Linked DNA regions of Sus scrofa: region 2 is linked to region 1. The links are chromatin contacts, called in public Hi-C maps. All regions are on one chromosome and are shown on one strand. The core of a region is the stretch at or near the end of the contact, and the rest is flanking DNA. Distances in the headings are between cores, read along the strand shown.

What was found. A called contact is a pair of places that touch in the nucleus more often than the background predicts.
Region 2: a contact with region 1 is called in a Hi-C map of omental adipose tissue, with 2.1 times the contacts expected there. The contact joins two enhancer-like sites. A contact is called at or near these places in 4 of 47 Hi-C or Micro-C datasets (embryonic fibroblasts, fetal heart ventricle, liver and 1 more) and 1 of 2 datasets of contacts at active chromatin or transcription factors (skeletal muscle).

What each region holds. Positions count from the first base shown.
Region 1 is chr3:113,714,942-113,719,566 of Sscrofa11.1, reverse strand. The region is part of intron 3 of EFR3B (protein EFR3 homolog B); the gene reads left to right. Among named protein-coding and RNA genes, the nearest start is that of EFR3B, 42 kb to the left of the region's middle. Within about 2 kb of position 2,641, at least 5 of the 83 cell types and tissues checked have an H3K27ac peak or open chromatin away from gene starts, as enhancers often do. A contact at or near this core is called in omental adipose tissue, where this site is marked.
Region 2 is chr3:113,808,122-113,812,746 of Sscrofa11.1, reverse strand. No RefSeq gene overlaps it. Among named protein-coding and RNA genes, the nearest start is that of DNAJC27, 6.3 kb to the left of the region's middle. Within about 2 kb of position 2,821, at least 1 of the 83 cell types and tissues checked has an H3K27ac peak or open chromatin away from gene starts, as enhancers often do. A contact at or near this core is called in omental adipose tissue, where this site is marked.

The DNA.
Region 1 (4,625 bases), core at 1,392-3,891:
GCAGGGTGGATCTAGGGCACCTGCTCCTAAGTCCCACTGGTTCCATTCTCCACAAAGCCTTTTCTCTCCATCCTCTACCTTCCTCTGCTCCTACCTTTCTCAGGTGCAGACTCTAAATGGTGGCAGTGGCCTTGGAAATTGCCTCCCTGCCTCCCATCTCACCTGTTCCGGCCCTTCCAGAGCCATACCGCTCGGCTCTGATTTTTCACAGCACAGGCCTGAAGCTCTACTTCCCTGAGTCCTTGACCGTGCAATTGCAGCCCCTCAGCTTGATTTCTGAGGGCTTCCCCTCCCTGCCCCTAACTTGCCTTCCACCCACCGGCACCCGCCACACCTGCACTAGACCCCCTCCAGACGGACTAGCTGACAATCTGGCCCCTCAGCCATTGCAGTGCTCTCAACCCCGGACCCCCTTTGCTCCCCACCACCGCCAACCAAAGCCCATCAGCCCCACTGTCCGCCAAGACCCCGTCCTCTGGGTGAGGAAGGTGGAGTGAGAACCACAGAATAGAGGTTTGCATTGTGCCGACAGCACACAGAGGTCCACACTTCCACAGGACCCGCAGCCACGCTTCAAAGCTATCCCTGGTGGAAGGGTTCCCATTGTGGCTCAGAGAGTTATGAACCCAACTAGTCTCTGTGAGGGTGAGGGTTCAATCCCTGGCCCCACGCAGTGGGTTAAGGATCCGGGGGCATTGCCGTGAGCTGTGGTGTAGGTCGCAGATGCAGCTTGGATCCCGTGTTGCTGTGGCTGTGGTATAAACCGGCAGCTGTAGCTCCAATTTGACCCCTAGCCTGGGAATGTCCATATGCCACATATGCAGCCATTAAAAAAAAAAAAAAGCTATCCCTAGTGTAAAACCAGGCCCCCCCAAATTCATTTCAATGATCTCCTTATATAATAAAATTTGGTAATATGCTCAATAAAAAGGGCGCGAATATACCGAACATGCTGATTATATAAATTGCCTTGACATATTATAAAACAGGGTCAAGCAAGCAAAAATGTCTTTATCCTAGACTGAATCCGAAACTAATATGCTAGCAATAACGTTCAGCACTTAATACTAATTTTGCCTGCCCTCTCCGAAGTGATGGCTCTCTCAGTAAAAACCTCGTGGAGCCAGCAGAGCCACTTAGAAATATTCCATTGCGCTTAGAACTGCAGTTCAAAATTGGTATCATTCTGTTAAAAATAGCCATTGAAGTCTCAGTATTTAAAACCTTGACAGCCTCGCTGGGAACTCTAGTCATAAACATTTGCAGAGGGAGTTCCCATTGTGGCTCTGAGGGTTAAGCACCTGATATAGAGTGTCTGTGAGAAGGCAGGTTGGATCCCTGGCCTTGCTCAGTGGGTTTAGGATCTGGTCTTGCCTCAGCTGAGGCTTAGGTCAGAGATGGGGCTCAGGTCCCATGTTGCTGTGGCTCTGGTGTAAACTGGCAGTTGCAGCTCTGATTCAACCCTTAGCCTGGGAACTTCCATATGCCATAGGTGCGCCCTGAAAAGAAAAGGAAAACATTTTTTGGAGAAGAAAATCTGTTCGATCTGTTCTCCTGTTCCCGCCTCCCCATCTCTCCTTACCCACCACCATGGACCTCACCATTGATGGCAGCTTTGAAAGAGCAAAACACTCACATGCAGGAGTTCCCCTGTGGTGCAGTGGGTTAAGGACCCAGTGTTGTCAGTGCTATGGCTTGTGTTGCTACTGTGTTGACGGAGATTTGATCCCTGGCCCGGGAACTTCCGCATGGCATGGGTGTGGCCAAAAAAAAAAATTTCCATGCAGACAGTCTGAGGTGCTGTCTCCCTGCCATCATGCAGGTGTCTGTGCTTATGGATTGACCATACGGACATGAACCTTGGGCTTCGGACTCCGTGGCAGATCCGCCCTCCTCTGTCCCACGGCCTCCCTGCAGCATTGCCCATTCCAGCCATATGTGCTTGGGTGTGCTTAGCAGCAGCAGTGATAACCAGATGTGGGCAGGGAGAGGATAAGATGCGAATTTCAAGGTATCGCTCCTCGTCGTGGGCTCTGAGGGGCAGAGCAGCCAAGAGTGAGAATTCCTCAGAGTTTTGTCCTTCTTCTTTGTCCGTTTCCCTTCCGGTTCAACCCAGCTGCTAGAACACCCCTAGAAACCAGAGCACAAGGGAGGTAGCCGCAGTGCTGGGTGAGACGCAGGGTCGGCTGGCAGTGACCGCGTGCACAAGTCCATGTTTGGATCTGTCAGGTTCCCCCAGGCCTGGAGCCCCAGAGGGTGGAGATGCCTGTGTTAACAAGGGGTGGGCTGCTCCCCAAGAAGCCTGGCCCTGGAGCTGACCTGCGGCAGGGGCGGAGGCTCCTGAGATACACAGGCCCCAGAGGGACCTTGAACCTGGTTGGAGGACAGAGATAGGAGATAAATGAGAGGGTCATCCTTCCTCCCTTGGCTGAGGTCCGCCCCTACTTCTGGGTTCCTCAAACCCAGAAGGTTCTGTCCAGCAGTAGGGACATGACTAAATACATTCAAATTGCCCAGAATAAGAAGTTCTTTGTCAGGGCTGCTGCTCTTGGAGTGATTCGCAGGCAGGGACTGGCCCTGCTAAAGCTGCCCCCTCTTCTCTCTGCCTGCTGGTCCCCACCTCTGGTCCTGGACCTGCTTTCCTCTCCAACCAAGTCTGGTCCCCAGGCTTTGCCAGCTCCTCTTTTCCTGGAGGCTCCCAGGGCCACTCCTGACTGAGTGGAAGGTGTGGCAGCAGAGCCAGCTGCCTCTTCTGGAATTCAAGACAAAGTACTTCCTGCCTGGCTCCTGAGCACCAGGCCCCCTGCAGCTTTGCCTCAGTTGCTATAACTCGCCTTCTGCCTTCGTTGGCCTGTGACTCTCAGTTCCTGGTGTTATAACCTGCCAAGTGGCTTCTTCTGATCTTAGCTGCTGCCCATGAACCCTAGCCCATCCCGGATTCCTTGGGTTCTGCCTTCTTCACCTGCTAGGAAGCCCTACTAATACATCCAAGACCCTCAGTCCTCAGCTGCGGCTGTGGTCTCTAATCTGCTCTTGCTTTTTCCTGGGGCTTCTGTGGTGGACCAGTCCTAACCAGCTCCTTCGGGCTCCAATGACCCAGTCAGGCCAGTTTCTCTGATCTATTATTACACTGGGCCCCTTTCAGGACACCACACATAGGTCAGATCTCGGGTGAGACTGACCCGTCTGGCCCCAGTCCTCTTGAGTGGCCATCACCTGGAAAAGTCCATGCTCTGTTCCCTTTGAGAGTCTAGATTTAACGGGTAAGGCATATCCAGGAAGGTTCCAGGGTCCCACTGACTTCTAAGCTTCGAAGACACTTTGAAAAGCTCCAAGGTCACAAGTTCGATCTTTCCATCCCTAGTGTGAGAATTGAAGATGGGGGTTGAAGGAAAGAGTAAGCCAAGAACCAGGCCTTAAACTTCTTCACTTTTCAGTTTCACTTCCACTGTAATTTTCACTTTCCATCAAAATTTCCACTCCTGGTCGGAAGCCAATTTTTTTTTTTTTTTTTTTTTTTCCTGGCTAGCAAAGGATGGTTTTCCTTATCGGGATTTTTCTGGGAATTTTTTTACAGGAAAAGGAAAAGCAGCAATCTCAGCTCTGGGATTTGAGAGGCCTTCTATTTTCTTCTCTTGCCAAATCCCACCCCACCCCTTCCTTTCCCTCATTTACACTCTGTGAAATCACGGTGAAACCCTCCCTACAGAAGGATGCTGGGATAGCTCATGAAGGAAGAGATGTTGGAGCTCCTGTTGGGGCTCAGTGGTAATGAGCCCAACTAGCATCCATGAGGACGCAGTTTTGATCCCTGGCCTTGATCAACGGGTTAAGGATTCACCGTTGCCATGAGCTAGGGTGTAGGTCGCAGATGCAGCTTGGATTCCGTGTTGCTGTGGCTGTGGCGTAGGCCGGTGGCCATGACTCCAATTCAACCCTTAGCCTGGGAACTTCAATATACTGTGGGTGTGGCGCTAAAAAGACAAAAGACAAAAGAAAAAAAAAGAGTAAAAGAAGAGATGTCCACACTGCCTGCTTCTACTTCCCACCTGCCATGTTTGGTTGCCAGAATGTGTCTGGGTTTCTCTGCAGGTCATTAGGAAGGGTGCTGGCCCAGGCTTCTCCAAACTTGCAGGAGTCGGACTGCTTCACAGTCAGCACAGGGGACCTGGATGCTGCCGGGACTGGTCCGCAAGGCACGGCAGGTCTCCTGCACTGTGACTGTGACAGCCTCGGAGGGGCCAGGCTATCTCGAGCCAAGACTGGCCGGCTCTCCAGGACCAGAGGATCATGACTGCAGCAAAGGAACCCAAAGGCCCAGGGCTGCCTTTGCATTTAAAAGACACTGAGGGAGTTCCCGTCGTGGCGCAGGGAATAACGAATCTGACTAGGAACCATGAGGTTGCAGGTTCGATCCCTGGCCTTGCTCAGTGGGTTAAGGATCTGGCATTGCCGTGAGCTGTGGTGTGGGTTGCAGACGTGGCTCTGATCCCGAGTTGCTGTGGCTCTGGCATAGGGTGGCAGCTACAGCTCCGATTAGACCCCTAGCCTGGGAAACTTTATATGCCACGGGTGCAGCCCTAGAAAAGGCAAAAAGACAAAAAATAAAAAAATAAAGGACACTC
Region 2 (4,625 bases), core at 1,572-4,071, 93 kb before region 1:
TCTTTTTTTCTTTTTTGGCCATGCCTGCAGCATATGGAAGTTCCCCAGCCAGGGATCGTACCCAAAGCACAGGCTTGACCTGAGCCACAGCAGTGACAATGCTAGATCCTTAACCCACTAGGCCACCAGGGAACTCCTCAGTGTTCTTAAGTAATATTGGAGTGAAGTAATAGAACAATATATTAAGGGGTTTTGTAAGAACTTCACCTGGTTTAGTTTTTTTGTCTTTGCTTTTTAGGGCAGCACGTGTGGCATATGGAAGTTTCTAGGCTAGGGGTCAAATCAGAGCCACAGCTGCCAGCCTACGGCACAGCCATAGGAACACAAGATCTGAGCTAGGTCTTCAACCTGCACCACAGCTCACAGCAAGACTGGATCCTCAAACTGTCACTGTATGCAGATGATATGATACTATACCTAGAAAACCATAAGGACTCAACCCCAAAACTCCTTGAACTGATTAATAAATTCAGCAAAGTGGCAGGATATAAGATTAACATTCAGAAGTCAGTTGCATTTCTGTATACCAGCAATGAAACATTAGAAAATGAATACAAAAAAATGATACCTTTTAAAATTGTACCTCACAAAATCAAATACCTCGGAATACACCTGACCAAAGAGGTAAAGGACCTATATGCCGAGAACTATAAAACCTTAATCAAAGAAATCAAAGAAGATGTAAAGAAATGGAAAGATATTCCATGTTCCTGGATTGGAAAAATCAATATTGTGAAAATGGCCATCCTACCCAAAGCAATCTACAGATTCAATGCAATCCCTATCAAATTACCCATGACATTGTTCACAGAACTAGAACAAACAATCCAAACATTTATATGGAACCACAAAAGACCCAGAATCGCCAAAGCAATCCTGAGAAACAAAAACCAAGCAGGAGGCATAACTCTCCCAGACTTCAAGAAATACTACAAAGCCACAGTCATCAAAACAGTGTGGTACTGGTATCAAAACAGACAGACAGACCAATGGAACAGAATAGAGAACCGGGAAATAAACCCTGACACCTATGGTCAATTAATCTTTGACAAGGGAGGCAAGAACATCAAATGGGAAAAGGAAAGTCTATTCAGCAAGCATTGCTGGGAAACCTGGACAGCTGTATGCAAAGCAATGAAACTAGAACACACCCTCACACCATGCACAAAAATAAACTCCAAATGGCTGAAAGACTTAAATATACGACAGGACACCATCAAACTCCTAGAAGAAAACACAGGCAAAACACTCTCTGACATCAACATCATGAATATTTTCTCAGGTCAGTCTCCCAAAACAATAGAAATTAGAGCAAAAATAAACCCATGGGACCTCATCAAACTGAAAAGCTTTTGCACAGCAAAGGAAACCCAAAAGAAAACAAAAAGACAACTTACAGAATGGGAGAAAACAGTTTCAAATGATGCAACTGACAAGGGCTTAATCTCTAGAATATATAAGCAACTTATACAACTCAACAGCAAAAAAACCAATCAATCAATGGAAAAATGGGCAAAAGACCTGAATAGACATTTCTCCAAAGAAGACATACAGATGGCCAACAAACACATGAAAAAATGCTCAACATCGCTGATTATAAGAGAAATGCAAATCAAAACTACCATGAGATACCACCTCACACCAGTCAGAATGGCCATCATTAATAAATCCACAAATAACAAGTGCTGGAGGGGGTGTGGAGAAAAGGGAACCCTCCTGCACTGCTGGTGGGAATGTAAACTGGTACAGCCACTATGGAGAACAGTTTGGAGATACCTTAGAAATCTATACATAGAACTTCCATATGACCCTGCAATCCCACTCTTGGGCATCTATCCGGACAAAGCTCTACTTAAAAGAGACACATGCACCCGCATGTTCATGGCAGCCCTATTCACAATAGCCAGGACATGGAAACAATCCAAATGTCCATCGACAGAGGATTGGATTCGGAAGATGTGGTATATATACACAATGGAATACTACTCAGCCATAAAAAAGGATGACATAATGCCATTTGCAGCAACATGGATGGAACTAGAGAATCTCATCCTGAGTGAAATGAGCCAGAAAGACAAAGACAAATACCATATGATATCACTTATAACTGGAATCTAATATCCAGCACAAATGAACATCTCCTCAGAAAAGAAAATCATGGACTTGGAGAAGAGACTTGTGGTTGCCTGATGGGAGGGGGAGGGAGTGGGAGGGATCGGGAGCTTGGGCTTATCAGACACAACCTAGAATAGATTTACAAGGAGATCCTGCTGAATAGCATTGAGAACTATGTCTAGATACTCATGTCACAACAGAAGAAAGGGTGGGGGAAAAAACTGTAACTGCAATGTATACATCTAAGGATAACCTGACCCCCTTGCTGTACAGTGGGAAAATAAAAAAATAAAAAAAATAAAAAAAAAAGACTGGATCCTTAACCCACTGAGTAAGACCAGGGATTGAACCTGCATCCTCATGGATACTAGTCAGGATTGTAACCCACTGAGCCACAATGAGACCTACCCCAAATCAGCTGTCTTAAGGAAGGAGATTGTCCTCCCTGGGCCAGACTTTTGATTCCTAAGTTCTTAAATGCTGTTGCCTTTTTCTGGCAAGACATTGGAAGAGTGAGAGGGATTCAATGAGAAGGAGCTTCTCCTCTGCTGGCTTTGAAGATGGAAGGGGCCACATAGCAAGGACCCTACTGGGCTCTCAGAGCTGAGAGAAACTGCCAGCCAAGAGCTGGCAAGAAAATACGCACCTCAATCCTACAACCTCAAGTAAATGAATTCTGCCCCAAACTTGCTTAAGGTGGGAAAGAACTCCTGAGGTCTCGAGGAGAACACAGCTCTGGGATACCTTGATGGCAGCCTTGTGAGGTTTCTGATCCAGAGAACCAGCTATTCCAGACCGGGACTTCTGACCCACAGAACTGTGAGATATTAAATGTCTGTTGTTTGACGCTGTTAAGTTGTTAGACAGCAACAGAAAACTAATATAAACACGGAATGGTTTTCACCTACAGATTCAATTTCCTGAGAAGCTCTGTTTCCGGTTTGGCAGTGAAAGTTCCTTCAGGCCAATTCTCCCAGTGATAACTATACACTCGGAAAAAAAAATGCAGAACAACTATGAGGGGATTCTGAAGCGTAATAACAATCTGGCAGAGGATGGGGGCACGTCAAAGACCTGGGCAGGTGCCTGGCGTGGGATGCGTTTCTCCTGCGCAATACAAGGTCCTTGCAACATACTAACTCAGATTAGCTCTTTCTCTCCTCTGTATTAGTGCACAGGATGTTTTTCCTTTTTATTTTTTTTGCCATGCTCATGGCATGTGGAAGTTCTCCGGCCAGGGATTGAACTCACGCCAAAGTTGTGACCTGCGCCAAAGCTATGGCAATGCCAGATCTTTAACTCGCTGCACCACAGGGGAACTTCCAGTGTCCAGGATTTCAGTTCTGATCAGGCACAACCCCTATCAAAGGACGTGAATATTCTGCTACCATATAGACATCTGCACACTCTCTCTACCATCAACCGGAGGACCGTGTGGCTGAAACAATATCTGCCATCCCATATGAGGGTTTTGGTAAAACTCAAATATACAGCAGAGTTCCCATTGTGGCTTGGTGGGTTAAGAACCCAACTAATATCCATGAGGATTTGGGTTTGATCCCTGGTCTCGCTCAGTGGGCTAAGGATCTGGTGTTGCCACAATCGGCCATAGGCTGGCAGCTGCAGCTCCAATTTGATCTCTGACCTGGGAACTTCCATATGCCTCAAGTGCAGCCTGAAAAAGAAAAATAAAATATACATAACATTTATCATTTTAGTCATTTTAAAGTGTACCATTCAGTGGAGTAACGCGCATTCACACTGTTGTGCAACCATGGCTAGTATCCATATCCAGAACGTTTTCATCTTCCCAAACTCATATTCTGTGCCCATTAAACACCAATTCCCCCTCCTCCCTCCCCTCCTCCTGGCAGCCAACATTCCACTTCTGTCTCTATGAATTTGACTGCTCTTGGCACCTCAAATGAGTGGAATCACACAGTATGTGTCTTTGGTGACTGGTTTGTTTCACTTAGCATAGTCTTCGAGGCTCCCATTTGATAGTCTTATAATGAGACTGCCATTGCTCCCTTTGAGAGGCATTTGGGGAGGGGGTCTCTCTCTTCTCTCCCTTGAATCTGGGTGGCCTTATGACTATGGTGTAAGTGGCATTATGACATTTTCAAAACTAGGTGATAAAAAACTGGGTGATTTTGGAGTCCCCTTCTTGGCGTAGCAGAAAGGAATCCAACAAGGAACCATGGAGTTGTGGGTTCGATCCCTGGCCTCGCTCAGTGGGTTAAGGATCTGGTGTTGCCGAGAGCTATGGTGTAGTTCACAGATGTGGCTTAGATCCTGCATTGCTGTGGCTGTGGTGTAGGCTGGCAGCTGTAGCTCCGATTAGACCTCTAGCCTGGGAACCTCCATATGCTGCGGGTGCGGCCCTAAAAAGCAAAAAAACAAAAACAAAAAACAAGATGATTTCTTTCTAGTTCTCTGGGAACACTCAGTTTTGGAACCCAGACATCAAACTGTGAGGAAGCCCCAGGAATTCGTGGAGAGGCCCCCCC